2 separate regions of the Sus scrofa genome follow, and region 2 is linked to region 1. The links are chromatin contacts, called in public promoter capture Hi-C maps. All regions are on one chromosome and are shown on one strand. The core of a region is the stretch at or near the end of the contact, and the rest is flanking DNA. Distances in the headings are between cores, read along the strand shown. Region 1 overlaps DPCD (protein DPCD). Region 2 holds the start of FBXW4 (F-box/WD repeat-containing protein 4).

Evidence for each region. Promoter capture Hi-C pulls out the DNA fragments that hold promoters and counts their contacts.
Region 2: a promoter capture Hi-C map of liver shows a contact between it and region 1, with 6 times the contacts expected there. The contact joins the promoter of FBXW4 here to the enhancer-like site in region 1. A contact is called at or near these places in 2 of 5 promoter capture datasets (fetal liver and liver), 5 of 47 Hi-C or Micro-C datasets (embryonic fibroblasts, fetal skeletal muscle, heart right ventricle and 2 more) and 2 of 2 datasets of contacts at active chromatin or transcription factors (alveolar macrophages and skeletal muscle).

The regions. Positions count from the first base shown.
Region 1 is chr14:112,634,367-112,637,826 of Sscrofa11.1, reverse strand. DPCD (protein DPCD) reads right to left here. Exons shown (of 6, transcript XM_001926725.4): 5 at 1,166-1,268; 6 at 430-731. The coding sequence ends at 627. FBXW4 (F-box/WD repeat-containing protein 4) reads left to right here. Exons shown (of 9, transcript XM_021072714.1): 9 at 1-3,460. Among named protein-coding and RNA genes, the nearest start is that of POLL, 19 kb to the right of the region's middle. Within about 2 kb of position 2,161, at least 5 of the 83 cell types and tissues checked have an H3K27ac peak or open chromatin away from gene starts, as enhancers often do. A contact at or near this core is called in fetal liver and liver, where this site is marked.
Region 2 is chr14:112,733,475-112,737,162 of Sscrofa11.1, reverse strand. It overlaps FBXW4 (F-box/WD repeat-containing protein 4), which reads left to right and starts at 1,401. Exons shown (of 9, transcript XM_021072714.1): 1 at 1,401-2,219. The coding sequence starts at 1,504. LOC102162056 (a long non-coding RNA gene) reads right to left here and starts at 2,222. Exons shown (of 2, transcript XR_307766.3): 1 at 2,086-2,222.

The DNA.
Region 1 (3,460 bases), core at 912-3,411:
CAGGATCTGAGCACGCCTGCGACCTACACCACACTTCACAGCAACACTGGACCCCCAACCCACTGACCAAGGCCAGGGATAGAACCCTCATCCTCATGGATCCTAGTTGGGCTCCGGGAACTCTAATTTCTGCATTTTTAAAACTTCTCCCTCACCCACCTTTATCTTAGGGTCTGCAAGCTAGGGCAGCACAGGGTCCTCTCCAGCCTAGTTTTCCACTGAGTTTATGCACACAGGTTGGGGAAGACTCCCTGCCCCGCTGGGGTCAGGACTCCCTGACCCTCTTTTCCATCGAAAATCTACACCTCCCTTTACATGGAGGGTTCTACCTCTGAAGGTCCTTAGGCTAGAGGAGCAGGAAATGTCATCACCAGCACCCTCCCTGGGGGCAGGAGCATCAGAAGTGAGCAAGAGGGCAGTGCACCCACAGTGACTCAGAATGACTTTACTCAGGAGAGAAAACCATGACTCAGGGCTAGGAAGGCCCCGGTTCTTACAGAGCCTGGACAGCTGCTGAAAGGAAAGAGGCTGCCCCGGGCTGGAAAGGCCCAAGCCTCAAACTCTGACAGGTCTGTAGGAAGAACCTCACCCAGACTCAGCATCAGAAGTGCAGGTTCATGGGTCTACTACTGGGTCTTGCAATCCCCGTCACTGTTGTGGGCTGTCTTCACCTTCTTCAGCTCCTTCTGCAGCTCTGACTCAGCTACCAGGACCTCCTTGGGCTTGTGGTACTGTGGATGGAGCCAAGGAGAAGGCATGATTCAGTCATATTACCCCCACCACACACACACACACACACACACATACCCTGCCCACATGCTCAGGACCCCTTCTTCCCCCCTTTATTCAAAGATGAGGCAATTGAGGCCTACAGAGTTGAATGACTCGCTCCAAGTCACATGGATGGATAGGGGTAGGCTTTTGGACCTTCTAGAACCCTAGTTCTGTGGGTCCCCCCCCCTTCTAGCTGTGATTTTCAAATGAGCCTCCTCCCTGAGCCCCCACCTGCTAATCCCATGCTGAAGCACAGGGGCCTGTTCACTAGCAAGCACACCCCCAGAGTGGTTGGGGCTGGAACTGACGGCAACAATGGGATGAGAAGGGGTGAGGGGAAGAGGAAACTTCTCATGTCAGGGAGAAGCCAAAAAGTCCAAATGAATCTTACGGAGATGATGAGGGTAGAGTTGGCATGAGCAAAGCTCAGCAAGGAGTCATCCAGAGGTAGCTGGTATCTGTCTAGGTCAGGAATGGGGAACTTCTTGTAGTACCTGTGGGAACACCAAGAGGCCATGGGGACACCCAACAAGGTGACCACAACAGTTGGGCATCCGGCCCTCTGACGCCAAACTTCTACACAGTTCTCCCACAACTTCCACACAGCCAAAGAGGAAGAAGGGAACCAGTTAGAACGCCCTGGAAGGAAAAGCCTTATGGCCAGTCCAGCAGTTGAAGAACAGGGCCACTCATAATTCCTTGATTAGACCAGAACTTTGAGTGACTCATACTTCAGGCTCAGGACTCCCAAAAACACACTGAATAAGCCTCCTGGAATACGGACAGCTCAGACAAGCCACACCTTCTCTGCACCTGAAGAAGGTGGGACATGTGTGCTAACAAATAACAGAATAAGGCTATCTAGAGCTTTCCTCCAAAGCAGGAGACTGACAGTTGCCACTTACACGGCACTGTCACTGAAGGCCTCAGCTATCTTTTCCTCTTTGGGGGCCTTCCAAGGCCTTGTCAGCTTGCCTCTGCTTGTAGGTCAGAGAGGTAAGTATATGGACAAGGAGAAATCTCCCTAAGAGAACGAACCATGTGACTCATCCCGGAAGCTGGATCCCTGCAGCTCTGGACTCTGCTGGCCCTGAGACCCCACTCCCCCATTTTCGCATACACAGACGGTCCCCATCATCGGCAGGTGCCAGTCCAGAGATTAACAATTTCTTTTAGTTAAAAACAAAACAGAAACAACCCACATAGCAACATCCAACCCATAATGACTGTAACTGGACTTTGCAGGAACTCTGACCTTTACCGAAGAGCAAACTCAGGCTCAGAGAGGTGAAACTGCCTGCCTTCACAGCCAGTTAGTAGTCAGTGGGGTCAGGATTAAAGTTCTCTGACGCTGATCCAGTGCTTATTACGCCAGAGCACAAAGAATGGCCTCCTTATCTCTAGCAATAGGCCCGTTTGGCATTTTCCTTGGTGCAAGTGTGACCTAGGCTCCGGCCAGTGGCTGCCAGACCTGTCACCCAGGCACAGCATCACTGCTGCTGCAGAGTCGTGTGGGCTGCAGGCACATAGAAACAAACTCAACCATGGGGCCTGGAGAGGATAGGCTTCTAATACCAGAGGAGCCTGGTCTGTGACAGCTGCCCCAAGTCCACTTCAAAAGCCCCGATGCCCTGAGGATTCAGAGAGCTGACATCAATGCAGTACTTCTGCCCTGCTCTTCCTGCCCAAATCCCTCAGTTTAGTGGAGGCTCCGAGGGCCCCTCTCCTCCCAGGTTCCCCACTCCCCGCCAAGGTGCTGGGACCCATGGCAGGAAAAGAATGTTTACTTAAAGGCTGACAGTTCAAAAGGAGTGGGGGCTGGGGGATCCTAATGGCACCACAAGTTTGCTTTATTTTCCAAAGCTCTGCCCCAGGGAAAGGCGATCCATCTGCCTGCAAACCCGGGTGGAATGTCGGCCTCATCCTCTTCCTAGCCAGCCCAGGCTGAGGGCTCTTCCTGGGGCCCTAGGTCTGGCCAGCAAAGGTGGCAGACACTGATAATAGAGGGGGAGTCAAAGGTTAAACAGCAGAGATTAGATGAACACAAAGGCTTGTTAGGAAGTGTTAACATCTTCCCTGCAAATATACATAAGAAGCCAAACCAGGAGAAAAGCAGCCTGGCAAGCACAGCTCAGCCTAACCTACAGGGCCTGTGTAAGGCCTCGCTGTGGGGAACGAGTTGGGGGTGGGGGAACACCCTCCTTTCTGCCTACCTGGCTATGTGTCGGAGAGGGCGGACAGGGACACACCTCTGCACCCTCAAAGGGGCCCTGTCAAGCCACATGCCCCAGGGGAGGGTGGTGGGACTGGAAAGAGAGTCCCAGGACTTGGCCTCAACAGCGATGACAAGATCAAAGGGAACTTGAGTTGCGTTGGTTGCCCCACCTTCCCTGTTCTGCCCCCATCACCTTTCACGAGGCAGGGGGAGCGGAGGCAGAGTAGGTCTGGAGGCTCAGCTGTGTTCTGAGTCTGTTTTAACGGATTTAGTTTACTGGTTGGGGTTAGACAATATTCCTCACGGGCTCCTGATGGGCAGTCTTCAAGGGAGGATGGGGCATCTGCTGCTTTCTCTCCTCAGGAAGCAGCCCGCCCCTTTATCTCTAGCCCTGGCCTTGGGCTTTGCCCTGAGAGGAACCACACTTGACTTTCTCACCAGCGCCTGGACTAAAGACAGCGCCTGGACTAA
Region 2 (3,688 bases), core at 152-2,651, 100 kb before region 1:
GGTGACATAATGCAATGTGGGTGCTTTCCTCGGTCTCTTCTTGGCTATGTTAAGTGAAGAATAATTTCCAGACTTGATTTCTCATTAATTTTTGTTTCTGAAAATGGATATTAAGATGTAAATACAAAATAAAACCCTCAAATCCTTCCTATTAGGATTTGTGATACAGGATACATAGATAGGAATAGGCCTCTTCCTCCTCCACCTCCAAATCTTACCTACCTCCTCCAGTGCTGACCAAGAGAAAAATAATGTGGGCCACAAATGTATAATTTTGACTTTTCTAGTAGTTACATTAAAATATACTTAGGCCAGGGACTTCCTGTCGTGGCTCAGTGGTTAACGAATCCAACTAAGAACCATGAGGTTGCGGGTTCAGTCCCTGGCCTCGCTCAGTGGGTTAAGGATCCAGTGTTGCCGTGGGCTGTGGTGTAGGTTGCAGATGCGGCTCTGATCCTCCATTGCTGTGGCTCTGGCTAGGCCTGTGGCTACAGCTCCGATTAGACCCCTAGCCTGGGAACCTCCATACCCGTGGGAAGCCGCCCTAGAAAGGCAAAAAGACCAAAAAAAAAAATATACACACACATACACTTAGGCCAACATATCAAAAATCTTACCATTTCAACATGTAATTAATATAAAATTATTGAGATAGTTCACATTCTTATATAAGTCTTCAGATCTGGTAGGTTTTTCACACTTACAGGACACCTTGATTTGGACTAGTCACACTACAAACGTCCCAAAGCCCTTGTGTGTCTTGAGGGGACCATCAAGTACAGCACATCTAGACTTCAGTAGATTTTTCTTAGCTCTCCCTTCAAATCGGTGCCTCGTGAATGGAATGGGTGGTAGGGGAAGAGCTCCTGGATGACCTTGGGGGAATCCACTTGCCTTTGGATTGGTGACTAATAGCTTTGCTTTACTGATACATAATTGGAGAGTTACGGACTCAGAATCTAGAGGACTGCTACCTCCCCCAAAACGTCTAAAATATCCGATCATTGCCAGGACCGAGGTTTACACCCCGCGTGAGCACCCGTGCTAAGGAACCTGCCAACTTCTTGGGGTGTAGTTCGTGCGGCCCTGGTACGTGGCCTGCGCGAAGGAGGCATCGGCCAAGGTAGAAGAGGGCTACTGGAGAGAGAAGGCCACCCAAGTGGATGCTTCTTGAGGGCAGGGTTTCAAACTGGCGACTTCTTGAAGGCAGAAGCTCCTCTTGTGGCCTCGGCCAGACCCTCGGCGGGCCTCACATGGTGGATCAACGCAGCAGTGCTAACACCGCACGCCCGGGCGGCCCCGGGCATGGGAGGAGGGCCGCTCCCTGGCCCGGGCCTTACCCCGAAGCCACTCCACGGCCGCGGGTGTGAGGGGCGGGCCCAGGCCTCGGCCCGCACCGCCCCATGTGACCCGGTCCGGCATGGTGTCGCCTCCTCCCGGGGCGGCGGCGGCGCTGGCGGCGGCTCCGGCTTGGCTCCGCAGCGGGCCGGCCCGCGGCCGCTCATGGGCAGCCAGGGCGGCTCGGGGCCCCCCGGGAACGGCGGACCCGGCGAGGGCGAGAGCGGGGAAGCGAGGAAACTACAGGAAGGGAGAGCCGCGAGGGGGAAGCGAAGGAAGGGGAAGAGGAAGGGAAAAGCAGGAGCGGGGCAAGACGGAAGAGGAAGCGGGGCGGAAGGGAAGCCGGAGCCACCACAGGCGAAGGCGGCTGCGGGGCTGGGGGCCGAGGCGGGAGCGAGGGCAGGCCTGGGAGAGGAGGGAGAGGGAGGCGGGAGCGTGCAGGAAGGAGCGAGAAGGATCGTCAGGGGAGAGGAGGGAAGCGCAGGGGCGGGGAAGGAAGCCGAAGGGAGAGATGATGGGAAGAAGGAAGAATGGAGGGTCAGGACTGGGTGGCGGGAGGAAGCCAGGCCGGCGAGAGCACAAGGACGAGGGGGTCAGGCTTGGGGGCACCTCGCGCGGACAGGGGCGGCCATGGCGGCAGAGGCGGCCGAGGAGGAGGCGGCGGCCCGGGAGCCCACGGGCCGCCCAGCCGCGGGGCCCGCGCTCTTGCGCCTGCCGGAGGAGCTGCTGCTGCTCATCTGTTCCTACCTGGACATGCAGGCCCTCGGCCGCCTGGCTCAGGTGTGCCGTTGGCTGCGGCGCTTCACCAGCTGCGACCTGCTCTGGCGCCGGATAGCCCGGGCCTCGCTCAACTCTGGCTTCACGCGGCTCGGCACCGACCTGTAAGCGCCCGCTTCTCCGCCCGCTCCCCGCCCCGGGCGGGCCCGCGTCCCGGGAAAGGGCGGGGCGCCGCGGCCTGGTGGACCTGGGGCCGTGTCGTACCCCGAGTTTGCGAGGCCTACACCCGGCCTCCGCCAACCCCTCCCCAAGCACCCTTCTCCGCTTGTAGCACCCACCCGAGGACGCTTCCCGAGAGCGTCCCTCACTCAGCACCCTCCCCGTGGGCGGCTCCTCACAATTAGCCATCTTAAGCACTCTCTTAAGCTTTTAATTGTGTCCTTCAGCAGACGTTGACTGCCTGGGTTCCTCAGACCTAGAGGAGTCTGGCAGGTCCTCCTCCCATCCAGGTGTAGGACCCATGTTCACGATGTGGCCTATCAGAACATTTTTGTGGACTCTCCTCCTCTCACTGTCTTAAAAGAGTTAAATTTCAGGGCTCCGATAAAATTGAATATGAAGAAAAGGGCTCAGATCCTAAAAGAAGGCCCTTAGTACAAGTGTCAACCATAGTTTATGACTTAATACAGGCAGAATGACACAAAAAAGGGTGCCTTTTATGTCAGGGGGTTCGATGAGGTCTCGACTGTATACAAAGGTATGGTATTGTGATTTGGCCTGTGCTTGACAGGATCTGAGACCTGTGAATGATAAACTTAACCACTTAAGCTGTTAAATAGGAAGGAGGAAAAATGTATGGAATTAGGGGAGTAAAAACTATCACATATTCCACCCAACTGCATCCAATTTGGGTTAAATAAAAAAAAGGTAATTCTAATACAGTATAACAACATTAAAGTTGGTTGGAAACATAAAAGGCTATAATACCACCACCTCTAGACAACTATTCAGTTTTTAAAATTACTTTTCATTTGCACACCCCCCCCCTTAGTTGCTATCCTACTGATTCTAACAGAATAGGTACATAATAAATGTTTGTGGGCTGTACTATGATGAGATTAAAAACATTCCTGTAATTTTAGACTTCTTGTTGTATCCAGCTTTTTGCTGGATAACAAGGAAATGGATAATTTAATGAAATTTTTGGTATCAGCTTTATTGAGATATATCACATACTGTATAATACGTATGTCTTTTCAAATTAGTTCCTTAGGATAAAATCTCAAGATTGGCATTATTGGGTCAAAGGTTATGGTTTGTAACAAAGTGTTATACCAAGTTACAGGGACACAAGAAATGAACTATTAAATCAATTTCATGTAAGAATTAAAAAAAATCTTTGTGGAGTTTCCCTTCATGGCTCCGTGGAAACGAATCTGACTAGTATCCATGAGGATGCAGGTTCCATCCCTGGCGTAGCTCAGTGGGTTAAGGGTCTGGCATTGCAGTGAGCTGTGGTGTAGGTTGCAGACGTGGCTTGGATCTGGTGTTACTGTGGCTACCTATTTAAAAAAAAAAAAAACAACTTTGCTGTCTTAGTGAACAAAGTTTGTTCATTTTATGTTTCTTTTAC